Regions from separate parts of the Mus musculus genome. Here region 2 is linked to region 1. A link is a contact called in public HiChIP or PLAC-seq data. All regions are on one chromosome and are shown on one strand. The core of a region is the stretch at or near the end of the contact, and the rest is flanking DNA. Distances in the headings are between cores, read along the strand shown. Region 1 has its middle 44 kb from the start of Gm31469. Region 2 holds the start of Foxb1 (forkhead box B1).

Region 1 (6,238 bases), core at 1,016-3,515:
ACTGTTTTGTAAGGCCTCTGGGAGGAGACTTCAGAGGAGCCACGAATCTGAGGTTAATGCTTACCAGACTTTAAGGAATGTGGGTTGGTTTGGTTTGTTTGTTTTTCCAAAAGGGTTTCAGTCTTCAAATATGGAAAAGAGGTTCTTTGTGATAACTGCCTTTCTCGATACAAAGAAGGCAGCCTCTGTTTAACATCTGTTTATGAGAGAAATATCATGGTGCGACCTAAACCAATACATAAGTGGATCTCTAGCGCACTTGAAAACCGTTTGCATTTGAATATAAAAATCCATTGAGGGAGGGAGAAGAGAAAGGAAGAAATGGATAAATAAATACAAAAAGTCTGCGGAGCATCTGGGCTGGGTTCAAGAATGCCCCCACAAAACAGATTTTCATGGCTGTATGGGGTGAGGTGACCCTATTCAAGTTCCTTCCCTTTCTTTAGAATTTTCTGAAGAAGCTGTTGCGAATGGCTTTGGGAGGGCTGTTCCTAAAATAGATTTTAGAGATTGGGGTGGGGGGGAAAAATGAGAGCGAATGTGCGCACAGTCTGAGACAAATGACCAGCACAGACACTGAAGCCGAGATTAGACTGCGGGGCCTTGCAAGAAATGAATATTCACGACGCCCCTGCTGTGTTGCCTTTTCCTATTTGAACCAAGTACTGTTTAGGCCCCCAATTCACTTGTGACCAGATTAAACACTCTCAGGCAGGCGCACACAGCACAGCAACTTTGCAAAGTCGGATTCTAGAAGTGTAAACATCTTTTCTGCCCCGTCCACGGAGCCTGTCACAATCTTCATTGGGAACTGAATTAAGTTTAAAATATCATCAGAGGTTGTTGATCTCTTCTTGGGCCTGAAGCTGTCCTCTGTACATCCGGCATTTTTCTGTTGACACTACGCGTCACTTAGCAACCGCCCTGAAAGGCCCTATATACATTCATTACACACCATTGTCTTTAAGAGGTGGAAGTGTTAACTGAATAAACCTCCTCCCCCGGGTGAGCAGTCGGTCATTTCTCTCGGTGTTGATCATCCTTTTGCATCAAAATATTGTCTGTTCCATTCTCTGATCCTGATTTTTTACTTCTGTTGCGGGAGGAGCACACCACCCACCCACCCCCGCCCTGGTGGGGCACCTCAATTTACTTTCCTTGATACCGTGCAGAGAATGGTTTTGTCCTTCAGTCTCCTGCAAAAGCATTAAATTCATTTGACAGTTAACTGCAGATACTGAAAGCCAACTTTCCTCTACCATTAGCAGAGGAGGGAGGAGTCACACATGCGCAGAAACAGTTTCCTTCCATTCCTGCAGTCTTGAAATAAATAACGGGTTCCATGGTACAGTCTTGAAGGCCTTTCAAATGGCTGAAGAACTCTGACATCATCCAAAAAAAGAAAAAAGAAAAGAAAAGAAAAAGAGAAGAAATATGGCTGGCCAAAGGATGTTTGCAGAATGAATGAATGAAATTGCAAGTGGAAACCCTTTCCTGAAAGGCCGGGTGAACTCTTTGCTGCTTCAATGGGCACCGTTGAGGCCATTGGCAGGGCTGGTGGGTCAAATGGGTCTTTACCTCAGAGCTCCTGGTTACAATAACTTGTCCCGGTGACCTTCTATGGAGGCAGCTATTCCACAAACCTCTCAGACAATGAGGCCATTTTAGCTGAGGGATTTTCCATGTAGGCGAAGATCACTTTACATGGGTTGGTTTGGTGTCTGTTTTCCCAAGACATTCATGGGAGACAAGACGGACGCTTGGTAGCTGCCCTCTAGACTTATGCTTTGAGAAAATCATTTATTTAGCTCCTTACACGTGTGTCTGGAAAAATGCATGCCCCCTCAAGCCATATCAAAATCCCTAATGGCCACCACTGTAGCACTTTGCTTTGCCTGGTTTAAAGGGGTTGGAATAGAGAGTATGGGGCTGAACGATTCATTGGTTTTAAGCATTGTTTCTCCCTGCCATTAACTAGGAAATGGATTTAAACAAACCAGATTCCATTCATGTTTCTGCTTTGATAAAAGCCTTTGAGCCTTCCTTGGATGCATAGTAACCAGAAAAATGCTAGTCAGGTTTTTGGATGCTGTGAGTTCGAAGACGAGGACCGATGTAGGAAAGGCGAGTGGGGTGGGAGGGGCAACGGGAGCTGGGGGAGGGGGGAGCAGCTAGCTTCTCACTGCGGTGTTCACATTTAACCGCAGAGAATGCAAGACTGCCTTCATTACTAGGCACTGTTTTAAGCTAATGGCTGGGCTTCTGGATGACACTCCTCTCTTTCCGGTCTCTCCCTCCCCCAACGCCTAACACCTCTGACTGTGCTGTCTACAAAGGCCAGTTGTCTAGCTGGTTCAACTTCTGAGCACCACCTCTGCTCACAGCATTAACCATTAACTATGCGGACGCTTGGGATGGGATAAAACTTCAAACGGATGTTTTGCTGCGTTGCTAGAAAAAAAAAAAACTTGAGTCTCAGATAGACAGATATACATTCATGCTTCATTTCATGGAAAAAATTATTATCTTTGGGGTCAAGTTTAAGGTGATTCACCAAGAGAATTTTAAAAACAGAATACACAGAAACAAATCCTACTCCAACCACACAAACTGGAAATCGACTTGAAATCTGCATAGGCTTAAATCAATTGAGTAGAAACACCAGCTCTCAACTCCAACATCCATAAGGTACAAACTCAATTCTGACGAAATTGTTCTTTGAGTATCCCAGAAAATAAGTTGGAAAAAAAATGATTGGTTTAGTCTTCTTTGGGGTGTTTGTTTCTTTCCTTTCAGGACAAAGTCGGCAGGCTCTGCCCGGAAACCAAAGGCTTTCTCTGTAGGAAGTGGACTGTTTCATTGTGGTTCAGCTTATATCCTGAATGACACGACTTAAGTGTCCACTTTGAGTGGGTAATATTTGGTCAAAACTAGCATACTTTATTATTTGACAGTTAAATTTGAGACGAAGATTTAGAATGGAATCCCCCTTTGTTTGCCAGGAGTCCTAGCCAAAAAGACCAGGCACTGACTTAAAAGCACCCTTGTGATCAAAATTTTACCTCACTTGGTCTCACAATGCTGATATTAAAATAATAAAAGAAGGGAGGCCTGGGAGGCCAGGCCCCTCTTTCTAGTTAAGTGTTATCTGCTTAGACTAATATTGCAGTTGCCACCCACTGACAGAATTTGTTTCACAGCCACAGCTTGGCAGCATGAATCAAATGTTGACATTCTAATTTCATGCGCACACGGTCGTTTGGCTGGGCAGGCCAACGGCAGCCTCCAGACCACTCTCTCTACCTGTGTAAATCAGGCAGACAGGGTTTGCTCTCAACAGCCTGCCTGACAAGTCTCTCACTTCTGTGGAGAGGAGCTCTTGAAGCCTGGTTTCTTCCTTCAGGAGTGTTCTTGTTCATCCCTTTCACCTTGCAGAGCATAACACATATTCAGTGCAGATTATAACTGTTACCAGTACAGAATATAGCGCATGCTCAGCTACGCACAGATTATAGCGCATGCTCAGTTTCTTCTACCAGTACAGGTTATAGTGCACGCTCAGCAAGGTGATTTTCTTTTTATTTCCTCTTTTCTTTCCAGTTCTTTGTCCAAGAACTCAACTCGCAGATGTCCCTCCCACCGTGACTTCTGAAAATCAATTGCAAATGTTTCCTTGAAGAAAAAAACCAACAACAAATGAAAGCAAAGTCATATTTTAAGACTAGGCAAAATAGAGGCTTGTTTGCCTTTATTATAGACTGTGGATGATGTGCCCCCCCCCCCCCAACACTAAGTAGTTAGGATATGGAATGCAGCTTGATGGTAGAGTACTTGCCTAACAAGGTCCTGGGTTTAATCCCTGGGACTGTCAGAAACAAAACCAAACAATTGTATAGGTTTTCAACTTTTCTAATGCTGCAACCCTTTAATACAGTTTCTCATGGTGTGGTGTCCCCACCCCCAAACATAAAATTATTTTCATTGCTACTGCATAACTGTCATTTTGCTACTACTTTGAATTGTAATGTAAATATTTTTTTGAGATAGAGGTTTGTCAAAGGGGTTATGACCACAGGTTGAGAACCTCTAGTGTAGGGTAAAGTTTTAAGCCCCAGTATGACTGTGTTTAGAGAAAAGTAAGGGTAGATGAGATTTGGCTGGAGAGATGGTTCAGTGGTTAAGAACACTGGTTGCTCTTGCAGAGGATCCAGGTTCAATTCCCATCCCCCATGTAGCAGCTCACAACTGTCTGTAACTCCAGTTCAAGGTGGCCTGACACCCTCTTCCAGATTCTGCAGGTTTTGCCCTTCATACACCATATACAGACATCCATTCAGGCAAACACATACAATAAAAATATTTTACATAAAATAAAAATAAATAAAATCCCCAGAAAGAAAGAGAGAGAGAGAGAGAAGGAAGGAAGGAAGGAAGGAAGGAAGGAAGAGAAAGGAAAGGAAAGGAAAGGAAAGGAAAGGAAAGGAAAGGAAAGGAAAGGAAAGGAAAGGAAAGGAAAAGAAAGGACAAATAAGACTACAGGATAAAGCCTAAAGTCAACAGGTCAGCTGTCCATATAAGGCAATGAAGAAACTCCAGAGATATGCACAGAGAAAAGGTCAGAGAGGTCATGGAGAAAAGCTGGCAACCTGTTAGCCGAGAACAGACCTCAAGTGTAGCTATATCTGGGAACTTGGGGTGGGTCCAGGGGAAGAGTTTAAATGTGCAAGTGTGTGCGTGTAGGTATAGCAGCCGGAAAGCAATTTCAAACAGCATTCTTCAGGTACCATAAACCTTTGTGTTTAACACAGTCTCTCACTTGCCTGGAGCTCACAAATAAGCTAGGCTGGCTGGCCAGGAATCTTTAGCTCCTCAGGTCTGAGATAATAAGTGTGGCTCACACCCAGTATTCTGCTTTAAAAAAAAAACATGGGTTCTGGGGAATCCAATACATCCCCCTGCCCCCCATGCTTTCAAAGCAGCCCTTTATTAGCTGAGGTATCTCTCTAGGCTGAACACTTGATCTTGAAAGCCTAACTTCTAGAAGCATACAGGATTGAAACACACTTCTGTAATTGATGTCCCCCATTCTGTCAGACCCAGACTTGGCAACCCCCAAATCAGAATTTCTACGAGTACTCACCACTGTGGTTTCTAGGACCACCTCGGCCCATGGCTCATACACTAGACTTTATTAGTGCGATAGAGCTTTAGGGTCACAGCCATCGAAAACTTGAATGAAGCCAGTGGAGCGTCACTGGCCAGCCTCCATTTGACCTTCTCCTGAGAAGGATTAATGGCCGGCCCTTTGTATTATTAGGAGGAGTCACTCTGGCCACATTCAGCCAGACGTGGGGAGATGGGTGTTGTGGGGGTTGTTTCTCACTGGAGTGATAGGCCGTTCTATGTCTAGTGTTGATACTCAAAACAACTAGGTCTGGGCTGGCCGGGAGGAGGTGAAAGGTTGAATATGGATTTATTGTTGATTGAGGACAGAGAAGAGTCCTGGACGCATAGATAACTGGGTGGCCCAAATGATCTTGCCTTCCCAGCTTTAAATTCATGATTTCCTACTAAGGGGATTCTTTCAAAATACAGTCAAGCCCATGCTCATCCGCCAATCACATGTCATTTACTCATGTGACCATCCAGCACTTTAGTCATTCTTCATTGGCCTTAAGTTTCATGCAGGCACAAAAAAAAATGCTCTGTAGATATCTGTCCCAACTAAAGAGCTGATACTCTAGAATTTGTCCCATGGTTTTGTTTTTGTTGTTATTGTTGTTGTTGTTGTTTGAGAAAGAGAGAGTTTTGTGTAGCCCATGCTGCCTTCCAATTATGTACCTAAGGACTACCTTGAGTTTGTAATCCCTCTGTTCCAATCCTCCTTCCCCCAGAACTGGGAATTACAGGTATGTACCATCATGGACAGTTTGTATGATGCCAGACATCAAATCTAGGGCTAGATTATATCTTTCTATCTACCATCTAGGTGTATCATCTAGGTGTGTATTCATCTAGCTATGATCTATGCAGCTATCAACATATCCATCAACCCATCACATATCTTATCTCTAAAACTATAACCTATCTATACATCTATCATCTATTATCTATCACCTATCCACTCATCCACCATCTGTCTGTCTATTCTTCCATCCATCCATCCATCCATCCATCCATCCATCCATCTATACATCCATGAGCTATGTACATTTACTGTTTCTCTGAAAAAAACCAA
Region 2 (6,786 bases), core at 3,372-5,871, 45 kb after region 1:
CTCCAGTGTTAACAAATCAGGTGAGATCAGATTATTACAGACACTGTCTTAATTTTCAGTTTCCAAGCTACTGAAAATATATTTAGCTCCTTCCCTCCTTCCTTTTAAATGATTTCTAGTTGAGAACTAAGTCTCTTAACCAAGGGTGGCCAAGTTTTCCAGGCTTCCTCCGGCTGATCTTGTTGATATAATTGTGAATTAGGTTTGATGAATGAGTTTAGTTGTCCGCTGTCTGACTGGCTTTCGAAGCTTCATGCATTTTAATCAGCCCAGTGATTCATTTATTTTCCACTTGTGTGTGTGTGTGTGTGTGTGTGTGTGTGTGTATGCTGTGTGGAGGATCCTTTTCTTTCAAAAATAGAGTAGTCACAACAGAATTAATTATGCTTTGCATTAATCCTAAATATTTTTCCAGGTAGCTCACTAATTACATGACAGTGACAGGTGCTAAGGGTCTCCTTATGGAGGCTTCACTGAGGTTTCCATGTGTCTTTGGGGGCTTTCTCTGTGTTGCACAAGGCCCCCTTGTTTAATCATTTACACAGTAAAGTGTTAATCACCATTTAAGTTTCTCTTTGTGTTGTAACTTCTTCAGCTGAATACACATATCACTCTGGAAATATTGTGACCTCCTTCAACCAAGTGTCAATTAGACTTGAACCATAAATTCTTGGCAGGTTTTTAATTCTTTGAAAAAAAAAACCTCCCAAAAAACCAAAAAACAAAAACAAAAAAAACCAGAAAATCAAAAGAAAGCAACTACTTAGAGACAGCCATTTAAAGACTTGGAAAAAAATGCATTTGCAGGCTTGAAAAATAAATGCATCCTGTAACTCCCCGCCACCCAGAGAAACGGCTGGAAAAAAAAAAATCTACTCAATGCAAAGTGAACAGGTTACTTGACCTGTACAGTGAACCTGTAGGTGATTTCTGAAAGAAAGAAAATGCCAACAACTACAGTAATCTAAAGAATGAAGGATTCCTCCAAGTCAGAAGCGTCAAAATAAGGACTGAGTAAGCCACCCTGAGAGTACTTGGGAAATTCCGAACCTCCTGTGTGTAAGTGCAAAGTCATAGAAGGCATGCTTAGAACAGACAAAACCGCACAGGAAGTAGTGCAGTTGTGTAGTGTCTTTCCTTCAGCGCTGCACCTGTGCCTGGGGTTTGCATCTGAAATACTTGGCCTCAAGTCTCCCCCCTGTGCACAAATGTCTTTCATGCTCCCCTGAGAACAATCCCTCCCACACCTGCAAGTGCATAGGAAGTTTCCCTGCTTTCACAACAGGATTTGAAAAAGGCAAAATACCCAAACCATGTGTTTGCAGAGACTGTTGCTACCACCTTTTGTCCCTTGTAGCAACTCTTCAAAAACACACAAAAACTTAACGAAATTCGAATTTACATATTTTAATGAGAAAATATTATTTAGACTAGGTCATAATTTAATGTAGACACCTTTTAAAACTCTGTCTTAAAATGGGCATGCTGAGAACAAGGACATCAATATTTAAAATGCCATGCGAATTCTGTGCAGAGAGGAAGAAAAATAAAAGGGATTTTTTTTTCACAGCTTGAACAACACTACAATTTCTTTTTTAAATTAAGCAGGTCACAATGGAACAACTATTGGGTTGTTCTTTGTTTGTTTGTTTGTTTGTTTGTTTTCTGTCAATTACCTAGAATGCTAAAAGGAACATACCAAACCAAAGTGCATTTTACACAGTGTAAATCATTCCTATTTACAACTCTTTGCAGCCCTTTAGCTTCACGGAAAAGTTCTTTTAACAGAAAGATCTGTCCAGAGGACATCTCTGCTGACACCCCCTTCCCCTTCCCAGTCGGCTCATCTACACACTTCCCCACTCGCCCTAGGATTTCTCCCTCGGGCTTAGTTTACGTTCCTTTCTTTCTTTTTTCTTTTCTTTTTCCTTTTCCTTTCTTTTCTCTTTCATCAAAATAAATAGCTAAAAAGGTCTCTAAATAGTAAGAAAGTTAACATCCCAATTAACTTCCCCCATTCTCCCCCTACCTCCTTCCCACCCCCAAAGCTGGCCAGAAGAGCAAACATTCACATGACAACAGGTAATTGTAAAGAGGACTCTACCCCCTCGCCCCTAGCCTGGCAGATTTTCAAGTTCACTGTTTACATTTTTTTTTAAACCGCGCGCTTTGTAAACAATAACGGTGACTTTTAGCTGTGTTTTGCTTGTGTGTAGGACAAGCATCCTCCGGAGTTTTAGCAGCCTCCCTCCTCACTCCCAGCTAAGGGAGCTTCTGGCCGGAAACAAAACCCAGAAGGGGAAAAAAATCTTTAGAAGCCCGGGAGGCAGAGCCGCAGCCGGGGAAAGTAGCGGTCCGCCCATCCCGGCCTGATGGGCGGAGGCGATCCCTTTGGAGGATCAGTGAGTTGGTCTTGTGGCCACAGATTTTCAGGACCTAAGAAGATCCGGCCCTCTTAGTGCGGCTGCAGCCTCGGCGGGCTTCTGCTCCCGGGCAGTGTCTCTGGTCTTGAAATTGCGCAGAGTCCAGAGCTATGCCTCTCCAAGCTCAGAAGACGAGTAGTTTTGTTGTTTTGTTTTGTTTTGTTTTGTTTTGTTTTGTTTTGTTTTGTTTTGTTTTGTTTCTGTTTTCTCCGAGCAGGAGGGAGTCAGGGTGTTCTGCCTGTTGGATGGGAGTGCATTTCAGGGTCCCAGGAGGGACCGCTTGGCTTGGATTAGCCCCTGTTTTCTCTGGTGCCCTAGAGGGACCGAAGACAACTTTCACACGCCTTCCGGCAAGTTTGTGGTTTGTCTTCTGGTTCCAAAACCAAAAGTTCTTCTAAGAGCGAGGACTGAAGAAGGTAGAATGGGCAAGTCGGGGTGGCGGTTTTAGGTCGCGGAGGGCTGGACCCGGAGCAGGGAAGTGTTGAGAGGGGTGGTGTGGACCAAGACGGAGCCCCAGCTTCCTTGGGTCAGTGCACGGCCACCGAGTGCAAGGCGGAGGCCGGGCTGGTGAGTGTCTCGCTAGGGGTGGCGGGGCTGCTTTGGCTGGTGGCTGTCTGCGAGGAGGTGGGGCTGAGCGAAGGCGGCGAGTTCGAGAGCAGGGTGGGGATGGGTGCGGGCAGAGCTGGCAGCGCGGGCACTGCGGCCGGCGTGGGCTTGATGGGCACTGGGATGGCGGGCAACGTCTGGCCCGCGGCGTGGCACAGCGGCTTCAGCGGCACTCCATAGGCGCTGTAGTCGCCACTAGTCATGGAGATGGGGGTGGCTGAGTCGATCATACCCGCGGAACCGTACACATGTGGCCATCCAGTGCCCAGAGAGCTGCCCATGGTAGTTAACTGGTTAGGGAGAGGATAGGCAGCCGGAACCGGCTGCATGGCAGAGAAGGCCAGCCCCCCAGGCATCTTGTACTCCCTAGCGATGATGTTCTCGATAGCAAAGGGATGCTTGAAGCCGGAAGGCTGCGCCACACCGCCCAGGTTGTACGCAGCGGCCGGCATCTGCGGCAGATGCGTGCCCGAGGCGGCCAGCGCGCTGAGCCGCAGCTTAGCCTGCTGCTGGAGGTACTGCGCGGCGTCCGCCGGCTTGCTGGGCGCCAGGTGGTCTGACTTGAGCACCTTGAAGCGCTTGCGACGCCGCAGGAAGCTCCCGTTCTCGAACATGTCCCCGCAGCTGGGATGCAGCGCCCAGAAGCTGCCCTTGCCCGGCTGGTCTGGCCGCCTCGGGATCTTGATGAAGCAATCGTTGAAGGAGAGATTGTGGCGCAGGCTGTTCTGCCAGCGCTGCGTGTTCTCCCGGTAGTAGGGGAAGCGGTCCATGATGAACTTGTAGATCTCGCTGAGCGGCAGCATCTTCTCCGGAGAGCTCTGGATGGCCATGGCGGTCAGCGAGATGTATGAGTAGGGCGGCTTCTGGTCGCTGTACGTGTTGCGGCCCGGCCGAGGCATCTTCTTGCTTGGCCACTTGCTCAGGGTCCGCGCGGCCCGGAGGACTGGTCGAATCTGAGAAGGGGGGAGGTGATGGAGAAGGGCAGCATAGGTGCAGAGACACTGGCGAGGTCACTCAGGCCGAGTCACAGATATAGGGGGTGGGGAAGAGGGGATTCGGGTGCCAGCAACTTTGCGCACCAAACTGGGTAAGACTCAGCTAGGGGAAGTGGAGAGGGGAAGACCGAGAGCAGCAGAGAGGTTTGCAGGAAAGTAGGTAGGACCTGGATTCAGGGGAGGGGACAGAGAGATAGATGCTCACCTTAAAGTTGTTCCAAGTTGCCGGTCCGCATCCGGGATGGCGTGGCTGGTGGCCGAGTCCCTCCCTGCGCGCGACCGGAGCGCAGCGTCGGGGAGCAGTGAGACTCGCTGCCAGCTAGGCTTGGACTCAGCCCGGTAGAGCTCCTCTCCGCGGGCTGCGCAGCGCGCTCGTGGGTCGTGCGCCCTGCTGGGAGACCGAACTCGGCTGCGGAGTGCCCGTGAGGACAGTGGCAGACGCCGCCTCAGGGATCCAGAGGACGCTGCTGTGGTGTTCGTGGTTCCGCTGAGCTAGGTGGCTGCCTCCATGTCCACCCTCGAACCATCTGATAGTTTTAAGCGGTGACAGGAGCAGAAAAGACCCCTGTAGCGGCGCTTCATTAATGTGCCACTTCTTAGCTATCGTATGACAATCGCCTTGGGAGGAGGAGGAAAAGGAGGGGGAGCGGGGGCTGCAGAGGGAGGGGACTGAGGGAGAGGAGAGAGAGCCTGGCCAGCGCTGGTTTCTTTCACACCTATTTACATGGACACCTTGGCCAATAGGAATCACTTCCAGCCGAAGACTGGGAGACCGGGAAGAGCCTCTGCCGCCCGCGGGGAGCGGGCAGCGCCTACCGGTGTGCGCAATGGGAAGGTATGAGCGGAGCAGCGCGCGGAGCCGGCTGGCAGGTGACCACTCACTCTGAGCTATCTGCCGCGCCGGTGGTGTTTGACATGGAAATTGCTCGGCTGGGGTATTCTGTTTCCTTTGCTTTGTGTCGGGTTTGTATTGTTAGCTAACTTATAGCACAGGCTTTCTCCTGAAGGGCGACCTTTCTACTTTGGTTGCCACTGCGCGGGGTTGATTGGATGGGTTGTTCAAATGGAAACCTACCTCGCAATCCCACCCCCAGTCCTGCAAGAGGCAGGTAGAAATTTGTCTGTCGCTTTAAAAAGGTGGTAAAGTTAATAGACGCATATAGATAGATATATTTGGACAGCTGGGTGGATAAGTCCGTTTTGAATATATATATATTCAATATATATATATTGGTTGTGAGCCTAGCCTTTAACGGCTGAGCCATCTCTCCAGGCCAAGGTAAGTTTGGGGTTTTTGTTTTTTGTTTTTTGTTCTTTGAAAAGAATGGATGAATGTATTAGGTTCTGCTTTAATACGTTTTTCAGAGATTTAATGGGCACAAGGACGTTCAGGGTAAATTGAGGCAAGGCAGCGTGTGGGCCTGGGGAGGGCGGGAGTTTGTCCAATGTACGCTATGGCTTCCGGGTCTCCTTTTTCCAGGTGCTTGCGAAGTCTGAGGTTTCTTGGAAGTTAGCGGGTCAGCATTTTGCAGACCCCTCCCCCTTTTTACATGGGAATAGTTTCTTTAGAGTTTAGAACTCCATGAAAAGACAAACAGTGCCTGCTGAGACCAGCGAGGTTTTTTTTTTGGGGGGGGGGGGGGCACGTGGCACCAGGCCTGGAGAGAATAGCGGGCTCCTTCGAGTTCATATTTGCCTTGTGAGGATTAAATGAATCATTAGTATCATTATCATCATCATCTTCTTCTTCGTCGTCGCCGTCTTCATCAAACTGTTAGGGAATAAACCGCGACTCAACCCTTCGGCTTGCACGCAATGAGTACAAGCCAGGAGTTCCACGCTTTTCAGCGCTTTCCGGGGGCCTTTGTGGTTTTAAAAAGAACCCCATGCCACTAGGTTAAATACTTAATACCTACAGCCTAACAGAACTGTCTTTAAACTCCGAAAACCTCTTTTTCCTTTTTTCTTTCTTCCTCCCCCTCCCCCATAGGAGCAGACTGATAGTTGTAGTGTGACGTTTGTTACACTTTGAGTGACAGTAGAGCATTAGTCTGTGAATAGCAAGAAAACCTTTCAGCTTCCGAGCGCGCGCACACACACACATACACACACACACACACACACACACACACACACACACACACACACACACATCCCTACTCACATAACTTCATTAACCACAGTTTCGAAGCCGGTCAATAACTCACCAAAACGTAACTTAAACACGACGAATTTAGGAGATTAAACAATTTCATTAATATTGAAATGGCTCTGGCGCCTGGGCTGCTGCGCTTTAGATGCAAGCGCACGTTTTTCAATATTAACAGAGTGCTTGAAGGGAAGACTCAAGTCACCTTCTTAATTCGGGGGAAAAAATAACCAGGAGGAGGGAGGAGGTGCGAGCAGGGGGGTGGGGGTAGAAGCATTGACCCGTCTCTGGGGGCAAGGCTAGAACAGGGCAGATATGTGGATCTCCCTTCTCCAAAGATTAAATCAGTTGGACCCTAGGCCCAGTTTGGGCCAGAGGCAGCCCTACTGGACTGAGCTGCGCGCGCTACAACAACAAACTAAGGTTTGGTGGTGTTTCTGCGCGTGCCCGGGTTAGGCTCCAGGGCCTGCAGTGGGAGGAGCTGGGAGCGCAAAGGGGTGGGGAACCCGAGGGGTGTTTGAAGTGGGATGGAGTTCTGGTTCCTTGCCTTGCTTGCTCTAGATAGAGCTTCGGAGGCACTAAAGCAATCGCGGCTTTAAGCCAAGGTAGGATT

Evidence for each region. HiChIP or PLAC-seq counts read pairs in DNA pulled down with a chosen protein or histone mark.
Region 2: a contact with region 1 is called in an H3K4me3 HiChIP or PLAC-seq map of neural progenitor cells, with 40 read pairs. The contact joins the promoter of Foxb1 here to the enhancer-like site in region 1. A contact is called at or near these places in 1 of 39 promoter capture datasets (cranial neural crest), 1 of 15 datasets of contacts at CTCF or cohesin (CD8 T cells), 3 of 484 Hi-C or Micro-C datasets (B cells, embryonic fibroblasts and embryonic stem cells), 7 of 115 datasets of contacts at active chromatin or transcription factors (CD8 T cells, the SCID.adh cell line, differentiating embryonic stem cells and 3 more) and 2 of 9 other capture datasets (adipose tissue and liver).

What each region holds. Positions count from the first base shown.
Region 1 is chr9:69,713,341-69,719,578 of GRCm38.p6, forward strand. No RefSeq gene overlaps it. Among named protein-coding and RNA genes, the nearest start is that of Gm31469, 44 kb to the left of the region's middle. Within about 2 kb of position 2,266, at least 51 of the 459 cell types and tissues checked have an H3K27ac peak or open chromatin away from gene starts, as enhancers often do. A contact at or near this core is called in CD8 T cells, the SCID.adh cell line, differentiating embryonic stem cells and 1 more, where this site is marked.
Region 2 is chr9:69,756,319-69,763,104 of GRCm38.p6, forward strand. It overlaps Foxb1 (forkhead box B1), which reads right to left and starts at 4,622. Exons shown (of 2, transcript NM_022378.3): 1 at 4,230-4,622; 2 at 1,392-3,982. The coding sequence starts at 3,928. The coding sequence ends at 2,951. B230323A14Rik (RIKEN cDNA B230323A14 gene) reads left to right here and starts at 4,828. Exons shown (of 5, transcript NR_040765.1): 1 at 4,828-4,894.